2 separate regions of the Mus musculus genome follow, and region 2 is linked to region 1. The links are chromatin contacts, called in public Hi-C maps. All regions are on one chromosome and are shown on one strand. The core of a region is the stretch at or near the end of the contact, and the rest is flanking DNA. Distances in the headings are between cores, read along the strand shown.

The links. Hi-C and Micro-C count contacts between places; a contact is called where the count stands out from the background.
Region 2: a contact with region 1 is called in a Hi-C map of cortical neurons. The contact joins two enhancer-like sites. A contact is called at or near these places in 2 of 484 Hi-C or Micro-C datasets (cortical neurons and nephron progenitors) and 1 of 9 other capture datasets (liver).

What each region holds. Positions count from the first base shown.
Region 1 is chr12:98,336,555-98,341,599 of GRCm38.p6, reverse strand. No RefSeq gene overlaps it. Among named protein-coding and RNA genes, the nearest start is that of Gpr65, 70 kb to the right of the region's middle. Within about 2 kb of position 2,234, at least 6 of the 459 cell types and tissues checked have an H3K27ac peak or open chromatin away from gene starts, as enhancers often do. A contact at or near this core is called in cortical neurons, where this site is marked.
Region 2 is chr12:98,532,871-98,537,915 of GRCm38.p6, reverse strand. All of the region lies in intron 1 of Kcnk10 (potassium channel, subfamily K, member 10), which reads left to right. Among named protein-coding and RNA genes, the nearest start is that of Gm40893, 12 kb to the right of the region's middle. Within about 2 kb of position 2,340, at least 23 of the 459 cell types and tissues checked have an H3K27ac peak or open chromatin away from gene starts, as enhancers often do. A contact at or near this core is called in cortical neurons, where this site is marked.

The sequences.
Region 1 (5,045 bases), core at 985-3,484:
GCTCATCTTAGAAGTCCACCCTCATGGATTTCTTCCAATAACCAAAGCAACCCTCCTCTTCCTCCCAAATCTCTCCCCTCTCCTTTTCCCACTATGTGTAAATATGTTTATCTTGATATGTCCCTTCTGGTCACTTTGTATGTGTGTTTACTATTTGTCTATACTGATACATGCTTTAAAACATATTCACTTTAACTGCTATTTGAGAGTTCACGGAATGCATGTTTATAAGATATATTTATCCAGTCTCCTGTTAATAGATGCTTGTATTGTTTCTAGATTTTTTTTTTGCTATTGTAAAAAAAAGTGCTGATATGGACACTTTTATATATGTCACCTGTAGGTGGATAAGATGTATTTTGAGAATATATGTAGGAATGAAATTTTCAGGTCATAGAATATATGAATTTAACTTAAGTACAGAATGTCAAAATTTTCCAAATTCACATTTCCATCAGCAGCAGATAGATCCTGTCTCTATTTTATCTCTGACACTTGATATAGATATATTTTTACATTTTTTGCCTATAAAAAGCATGAAAATTGGTACCCTATTCTGGCCTTAATTTGCATTTCTCTGTCATTTCAGTGAAACTTTTAAACATGTCTTTCTAGGTTTGCTAGCCATGCACTTCTGTAACCGATCTGTTTGTGACTTTGCCCCGTGCTTAACTGTGTTGTTATTTTAATGTTTATTTGTAGGCATTTGTTTATATACATGGTCTTCCTTTTGTTACAAATGTAAGGAAGTTGGAAATGATCACTCAGTTGCCTTATCTGTGGATTGGAATGATAAATGGTGCTATTCTTACTTCTGAGAGCTGACAAGAGATGTGAACATGGGAGACTGTATGTAAAGGCTCTCTGTGTACTGAAAAGCAACTGGTGGCTTGCTTTAGGGGTAAAATGAGGTTGAAAATTAGGTAAATACAAAAGTATTCCTTTCAATTGGGAGGCACCACAGTGCAGTTGATTGGTTGAATGCAGAGATGTCCATGCTGGATTGATGAGTCCAAAATTGTACTTTGACCATTGCAAATTCCAGGACCTTAAGTGATTTACATGACCCTCTGCCTCAGTTTCCTAATCTATCAAATGGGAAGAGTGATAGCACATATTCCATTTGAATTTTAAAAATTAAGTGAATTAATCCTAAGAGTATTTGTTCAGCACATAATAAGTACTGCCTTAGTATTTGATGAGAGTAAAGCTTGACCAGAATTTCTACCTCCTGCTGGATGCCAAGCCAGTGTCTTTGTGATAAGATGGAAGAGAACTCCTATCACACACTCCTGTGTGTGTGCATTCTTCTAACCCTGAGTCATTTTCCAACAAAGCAAAAATAGAATTTTTTTATGAATATTTCTGAGTGAGAAATCAACAGCGGGTGGGAATCTGAGCCTAGGTCACTGACTTATGCACATAATAAAATGACACACAGGCTATGCCGTACAATCCACAGTCCTGGCTGGAGGCTTTCTTTTAGCCTTCCTTAACAGCCTGTGCTTCTGTGAGGAATGTTGAATTACTCGAGGATACTCAAGAAAGTGCGACGCCAACACAGGATAGAACTTCAATTGAACTACTGTGTGAGCCTGAGATCACATTGTAAGGCAATAGTCATTATCCAAGTAAAGTGGATTACCAATTACCACCGGAACAAAGGAAAGCAGTATTGTCCCGTATTGGCTATCTTTCCCTGGCTAATACATTGTTCTCATTTCCATCATTCTGCCTTTTCCTTTGTTCTGCAGAGCCTTTCTTGAGAGTGCTGAATCTGTAGATACTCTTATCCGCCCCTGACAGATGGAGCATGGTTCTTCTAGAGGATATATTTTTAGCAGCCTTTAAAGCTTATGTATCCGATTCTTCTGGGCAAGCATCGCCCTACTGTATTCAGAACCACCTGCGTTCAGCCTTCATGGGACTGGATGGCTGTGCCTGTGGTTGAGCTAGGAACTAGAGGCGTAAACATCGCGCTCTGTGTGTAAGCTTGTGAAGAGAGCTAATTATGCTACTCTAAGTATTAATAATACACCGTGTTAAAAACAAAACCACTTCCCAATCTCACATGGTTCCATTTCCTGTTCCCATCCTCTTACTCTGCACTCAGAACTTGATATAACACAGTTCGTTAGGCTAAATCTTTATCACAGGCTTAATATGATCATGGCAAGCCTTCTGCTTACCCACTGCTATATAACAATGCCCTAAAAGCACATTGGTTTAAAAATACACTATCATCATCACTCTCATCACCACCGTCAGCATCACGATCATCCTCAGCCTCATCGTCATCGTCATCGTCGTCGTCATCATCATCATCATCAGTCCTGGCTCTCTGGGTATTGAGGCTTAGGTTAGCAATTTCTGACAAGATCTCTCACACAGTTATGGTTAGACAGCTGCAGAGTTGAGGTCATAAGAAAGTTCACCTGTACTGGACACCCAAGGTGGCCCCATCTCTCAAGGGTCAGCTCCCTTGGGTCTCCTCCATGTAGCAACATTCTGCTACATCTTGTTCTTCAAGGAAATCGAAGGCCAATCTAAAATCGTCCCAGATAATGGAGTGACATACGGGTACAAAGAGGAAAGGGATTGGTGGTGATGATCTCCAGGGGAAAGCTATTGTACTGCTTCTGCCCATTAAGAAGCCATCAGGAAACCCGCTGTAAGAAACACGGGGGCTTAAGGGAAGCAGTTGCCAGTTAAGGACTTTTCATGTTTTACATCTCAGCTGAAGCATCCTCAGGTCACCCTTGAAATGACCTGCCATTAGATTAAGCTCCTTTGTATTTTTCTTTCATAGCATTTGTAATTTCACGTCTCTGTGACTGCTGACTTAATGTGTCACCAAGACCAGACTGAACCCCACAAAGGCAGGAACTTCTATTTATACACTCTGTAGAGTCTCTGAATTTTCCTCTCTCATTTTAAAACATACGAATTTCAAAACAACTGCTGGTTTATGCTGTAGAACTACAAGTTTGTGTGTGGCCACACCACTTTGCGTTTATCTATGATGACTAGAGGATGGTTTATGCTGTAGAATTACGATTTTGTGTGTGGCCACACCACTTTGCATTTATCTATGATAACTAGAGGATGAACGTCTTTAAGGGAAATCTTGAGCAGCACATTCACATTTAACGTGTGTAAAATAATTAAAATCTTATAGTTGGGGTCAGCAGAGCTTGATCGACAAAGGGCTGGAAAGTTCATGAAACACAGTGTCAACACACTTTCAAAGTTTCTCAGCAGTAATAGCATTAATTTCTGGTTAGTTGTCTATCATTTTCTGAGACTTTTAGAGAGTTAATGTCTGGGACAATGAGATAAAGAGTTAAAAAATCCGTGTTCTGGATACGAGCTTGTTAGGTGATTTTGAGTAAAAGGGAAACATGACTGTATTCATACTTAAAAGAAATATTCCAGCTAGTGGGTGGAGTCTAGAGTATAGTTTATGGGTGGTGTGAGCACACCAGTCCAAAAGCTACTAGAAATGGCCAAGCTGTGACTAGAAGATAAGCCAAGAACGGAGGCAAGATTCTAGAAGAACAGCAGAGAGAGAGAGAGAGAGAGAGAGAGAGAGAGAGAGAGAGAGAGAGAGAGAGAGATTTAAAATTGTGTCATACTTGTAGTTTAAAATTCCAGGATGTCTCAGCCAAGAATGTAAGGGCTGCTTTTAAATCTATGACAGGCTGTTGTAGGAAAGATGGATGAAAATTATTCTAAGTCCCCAGTGGCAGGAACATGAGAGGAAACTGCAAACCATGAGGTCTCTGCTCAGAGCAGGGAAGTGTGTGATGCTTAGCTGCTGAGACTTTCTGGGGGGGGGGGGGGAGTCAGAGAGCTCCCGTCCCTGAATGTCTTCCAGCGGAGGATGGAGGAACCACCGAGGAGTTCTGTGGAGTCTCAGAGGGTCTGGATAATGTTGGGGTCTTTGGGGAGCAGGACATCAACAGAGGCAATTCATTATGGTGTACTCCTCTCGGAACTTTATACAAAAGAACTGAGTGTTTGTCATGGAACGGACATTAACTAGAACCAGGAAACTGCAGTTGCTGATTTCTATCGCAGAGGCACATGAAATGAAATGATGTCTTACTCCTTGGTGGCCCATGTCTGAACAGTTTCCTTCAATCCATCCTTAAGGGAAGAGTCTTGAACTGGTTTAGAAAAAAAAATGTAGCTTCACCAGGCAGTGGTGGCACACATCTTTAAACCTAATGCTTAGGAGGCAGAGGCAGGCAGATGGATTTCTGTTTGTTTGAGGTCAGCCTGATCTACAGAGCACGTTCCAGGACAGCCAGGGCTACACAGAGAAACTCTGTGTCAAAAAAGAAAAAGGAAAAAATATATAAGAAAAAAAGGGAAAGACAAAGGAAAAAATCTAGCTTGAAACTCTCTCTGTATATTTGGGAATTGTACATATTTTGCCATATTTTCTGGTTACCATTAACTTTTCACTTATCAAACAGGAACAACATTACTCATGACTTGGTTTTGGTCTTTTTTTTTTTAATACAGTTTTTGTAAGAAATAATCTTTACAAAGTTCTCAGGAGTTATTGCATTTTAATACATGGAGACAATGTCTGAAAAAATCACACACACACACACACACACACACACACACACACACACAGAGAGAGAGAGAGACAGAGAGAGAGACAGAGACAGAGACAGAGACAGAGTGAATCTGTCGCCATCAGATGTCTTATTCAGTTGTACTCTACCTTTTTTTTTTTTGACCCAAGAGCTCACTGATTTGACTAGACTGGCAGCCAAGCACCGTTCAATGTTTCACCTGTCCCAGCATGTCCAATTCTGGGATTACAGGCATGTATCCCCTCCCATTTTTACATGGATACTGGGCTTCTGAACTTAATTCTTCAGGTTTGCACTCCCTGTGTTCTTCAAGCAAACGGTACGTGCTTATATGGGGGAGTGGGACGGCAGGAAGCACAGTAACTGAAGGGTTAATGAGTAAGAGGAAATGCTTCCTGATTGAGCTGATGGTATCCTGTCTCCAGGATATTATTC
Region 2 (5,045 bases), core at 1,091-3,590, 200 kb before region 1:
CAGGTTTCTAGCACACAGACTCTGGGAACACATCAAACCATAGTGCTGTGCATAGTACTTCTAGGATCAGTCTCGGCTTGTGCGTTGTGGATGGTTAATAGCTGTGCTTCTCTCTGGTCCTTAACTTAGCGTTGGCAGACAACATACCAGCTATCCAGTGAAATTTGAATTGCAAAAGAAAATCTGGAAAAGTCTGTTTCAGGTAGTATTTGGCCTACACTTGAAATTTTGTTGTGATTATTAATCTAAAACACAAATTTAACTGGTTGCCCTGCATTTTTGCTTGCTGTATATGGAAGCTCACCTTGAATGGTCATTTTTAAATGGCTAAAATGGTGGATTTTAGCCACCAGCTCTGGTGATAATAATGCATTTACTAAATTATTTTAGCACATCTCAGAATGCCAAGTATGTAGTAGGTTCTCATCAAATGCCAGGTTTATAGAAATTGCATTATGGGTTGAAGCTATAGAGTGTGGATAGCTCCCATGAAGCCTTTAGTTCGATCTGCACTACCACATAACCCAGCTGTGGGTAGCAGCGCAGGTCTGCAAAGGAGCTGGAGACAAGAGGGTGAATGCTCAAGGCCATCCTTGGGTATTAGTGGTTTGAGGCCAGTTTGGGTGCATGAGACCACATCCTTAAAAAAAAAAAAAAAGAAAGGGGAGTAGAAAAAAAGAGAAAGGAATGAAAAAGAAAAGAAAATTGAGTCACATACGTATGCCCTGTGAAGGTGAAAGGAACCACCCACCCTGTACTTGTAGTGTGATGTAGAAAACATGAGAACTGGGCCTCAAGTGGAAGTCCTCGGTGAGTTAGTGGTGGGGCATGTTGGAATTTGTCTGTGGGATGAAACCCTTGTGCCCATGGTGCAAATGTCTGTTGAGTGGATTGCCTCCCCAGTATGATGGTTTAAGGGTAACTGGCCTCTGAAGGGCCATTAAAGTTCTCTAAGTGGCAAAGAAGTCTTGGCTCTGCCCACAAATTCCACAAGCGCCAGGGTGAGTCATTTGCTCTTTTAATTGCTTATGGCAATCTCTCTGCTTCTCTTTCCTCTCTTCTCTACGAGACGGAGGCGCCATAACCACAGAACTACTTCAGATGACCCCTTCAGAGGCAATTTCAAGGAAATGAAGCACCAGTTGAATTAAGACTATCCGATGAATTAAACATGAAGCTAGGATTTTCTGCAAATATTCTATCCCTTGGCTCAAACCTGAGAATCCGAAGATTAGATTTTACTTTCTATGAAAATGGCTCTTTTCATCTCGCGGTTTCCCTGGCTGGGTTATTTAGAAGGATCACATACCAGCAGTTAACATTCACTGAAGCTGACAGGAATTCTTTTAGTCTATATCAAGGGCTTAATGCTACTATATGCTACTATTACGTATCTAATTTGACTTAGATTTTCCAATAATAAATCTCATAGTTCCTTGGAGGTAAATACGCTTCTTCTGGCTGCTCAGTTGCATCTATCTGACCAGTCATAGAGCTTTCACCTGATTAACTCTTGAGTCTAAGGATCTATGGCGAGAAAGGATTTGGCTCTTGAAAATGTCACTGGAGCAAACTTCTGTTTACCCTTGCTTTTGGGCATCCTACCCTTAAAGAGCATAAGGAGCTGCATGAATCTTGGCAGCTTTCTAGAGGAGTCACGTGACAGCATGTGTCACCTCTGAGCCCGAGAATGAGTGCTGTGTCGCGTGGGGGTGGAGGTGAAGGTACTGTCCTCTGCTCCCCACATATGATTACTTCTACCCCAACTGCTCAGCTCCTGTGCAGCAGGGACTCTGCTGCTTGTCCCTGTGCACTTGGTGCCTCGACTCCAAGGGACACTTGATCAACTTTTGATGATTTTCTTCTGTGGACTTTATCCAAGGCATTTATAGCATGTGCGTTGAGGTTGGGATTATGCAAGACCCAGACAGAGATGAAAGGGCCCACTGTCAAGGGGCCTCCTAAAGAGTTTACTCTCTGGCATAAAGAATCGCTAGCAAGAGAGGATATTTTTGGGGATGGGATGAGGAGTTCAGCAGCTGGTGTGGAAAATTCCCTAGGAGCTGTTTCAGCCTCAAGATTGCCCAGGCAGTGCTGACTCTTGCCTTCAAGCAGAGGCCGGCTTATCCTCCAGACATGGGTGCTACTGGGAATCCACAGATCTGTCTTACTACGGGGAATCTAGTCTACGTTTTCAATAAGTCTCTTGATTCCTTGAAGACGTCTCTAATCAGAGCTATTATTATCTTAACACTCTTCAGATGAATGGATTTGTACGCCTCCAACGTCACTGTCTCCTCAGCCTCGTGAGTAATACTGGAGGCAACAGCCCTTCTAGTCGTACTCTTCCTGCAACCCACACCCATCCCTCGCCTCTGATAGCTGCATGAGCATCACAGAGATGGTGCTGATGTAGGCATCACGGATGCGCATTTAGAGGAACTTTTTTTTTCTAAGGGAGATTAACCAGAAGGTGATGCTCAAATGCAAAGCCGACTTGTAGGATGTTTCGTACAAACTGTCTTCTCCCTACGACAGATCTTGTTTATTTTTGCAGCTTCGTAGGCACAGTGAAGGAAGAAGTGTCTAAATACTTCCCCCCACCCCCCATGGAAAAAGTGTTTCTGAAGGTGGTTTCAGTGGCTGCTGTGAGCCAGGAGCACTGAGCAGTCAGGCTGGGAAACGGGGTTAGCTAGGACTGCTTGCAAAGCAGAATGTTCCAGAAGGGAGGGAGGGTTCAGTCTCCATCTCAGAGACTTGGAATAAAGGCAATGGCATACCTTGTTCAACATAGTTTATTCATTAAAATATATAGCTGGAAGCCAAGTCCAGTTTAGGTGTACTATTTGACACTTTCTGCAGAGAATTCCTTTGTAAATATGTATCTTGTCGAGTGTCTATGTCTATATGGTGTCTACTGATAGTGAGGCTAGCTTTAGTGTCTTTATAATATTTATCGTGGCAGAAGGGAAACAGGACAGGACCAGATGAGGAAGGGGGCTGTGGATTGAGAATGACAGCAGTCCCCAAGGAGATTCCATTTTCCCAGAAATAGCATCTCAGCTGTAGAGAAAGCAGAGAGTAAGAGTAGTTCTGAGAGGTACACTTCTAGGTGTTCGGGATCTATTAACTACTTTTCTCATAGGCTGCAACAAATTACCCGACAGAAGCAGCTTAAATAAGGAAGGTTTTATCCTGGCCCACAGTTCACAGTGAGGTCCTGGCGCCAGGAGCTTGAGGCGGCAGCTAACATTGTATCCACCGTCAGGAAGCTGCAAGACAAGTATCCTCTGCTCAGTTTCTTTCCCATTTGTTCAGTTCAGGCCCCTGCTGCCCACACGCAGGGTGGGGTTTTCTTGCTTCGTTAAACTTTTATGAAAATACCCTCAATGACAAGATGGGTTTGTATGGTGATTCTAAGTCTAGTTATGATGACAGTGAAGGTTAATGGTCACATAGGAGAAAATGGAAAGAAAGTTGGCTGAAGAGAAGTGTTGAACATGAAATCTAAGCTGGATGCAGAAGTGACAAGGGGGTGCAGGGAGGATGTAGCAGAGGGGAGGGCAGAAGCAGAGTGTAATTTGAGAGCAGTAAGCTGGAGGGAGAGGAGGCCCAAGTTGGTGTCTCAGTTAGCTTGGGCTGGGCTACTGTAACAAAATACCATGGGCTTCGATACTTATTTCTCCTGGGTCTAAGTCCAGTCAAGACAACCTCAGAGTCCTGTGAGGGTCTCCTCTGTGGTTCCTAGAGGGAGGCTTTCTTCCTGTATCCACACATAGATGTTTTTGTCTCTCCGATCTGCTCTTCTTTGTACGCCATCTTCTATGTGCTTTTCTCTCTGGCTTGTACCTATAGCCTTCCTTGGTACACAAGGATCTCCATCTTGATGTCTCTAGGAATCCATATCTCCCAGGCGTTTTCCATATATGGTGGCCACATATTCCATAAGTGGTTGAAAGCTCAGCCCCTGGGTTTCAAAGCTGGACAAACACTGAGAAGGAATAAAGATTCCAGAGTCCCCCAGGCTCAGGCAAAGACTGGAATTTTCCTTGGGCTAGTCTCCTGGCTCTCTGCTTCTCTCATCCTCTTTATGGCCCTTCTCTCAGTAAGTCGAGTTGCACTAAATCACAAGCAGGTCTGTTTGGGGGGGGGGGTCCACTATAAGTTCCTGGTTGAAATGGGAAGGCGATGATGGTGCTGGTTAGAACTAGAGGCAATGTGAGGCTTGGATATTGGGTTGTTTGTCTCAGAGTTACTAACAAGAGAGCGCTCTCAATGAGAGGATTTGGAGAATCAAGAAGAGAATTTAAAGATTTATTTATTTATTTATTTATTTATTTATTATACAGCATCCTGCCTGCAGATCAGAAGAGGGTACCAGGTCTCATTATAGATACTTATGAGCCACCATGTGGTTGCTGGGAATTGATATATATGTGTAGAGTATAGTGGATCCTTGGAAGCTGTGCAGGTTGGTGCACCAAGAGGCTGAAGAAGTAGACAAGGTTCTGAACAGAGGCTTGGGTCTGGGATGGGGCAACGGGAAGGTGGATCAGAGGAGAGGAAGCTAAAAGCAAGAGAAAGACTGAAACTCTAGGGTCACCTGGGTATAGTGGTGCACACCTTAACCTCAACACTCAGGAGGCAGAAGCAGGCAGGTCTCTGTGATTGAGGCCAGCCTGGTCTACAGAGTTCAAGGACAGACAGGGCTATTTAGAGAGGGAAACAACAACAACAACAACAACAACAACAACCCCTTCATAACTCTAGGGTCATGGAACCTACTCTTTTTGTGACATTTGGCCTTGCACTTCCCAGAAGAATGGTTCTTTCTAATGAATGGTGGCTTGGAGAAGGGATTAGGGAGCCTTCCTGGTGCAGAGAGGACAGTCACTGATTGAATGACAGATGACGAATACATTGAGTTTCTAGTGCATTATAAACACAGTGCAACTCTTTCTTTATTTTGTCCTAGAATTTATTGACTTTCCTTAGCTTCTTGTGTCAGTGTGATCAGCTGAGGCAAGATGAACAGATTCCCTCAG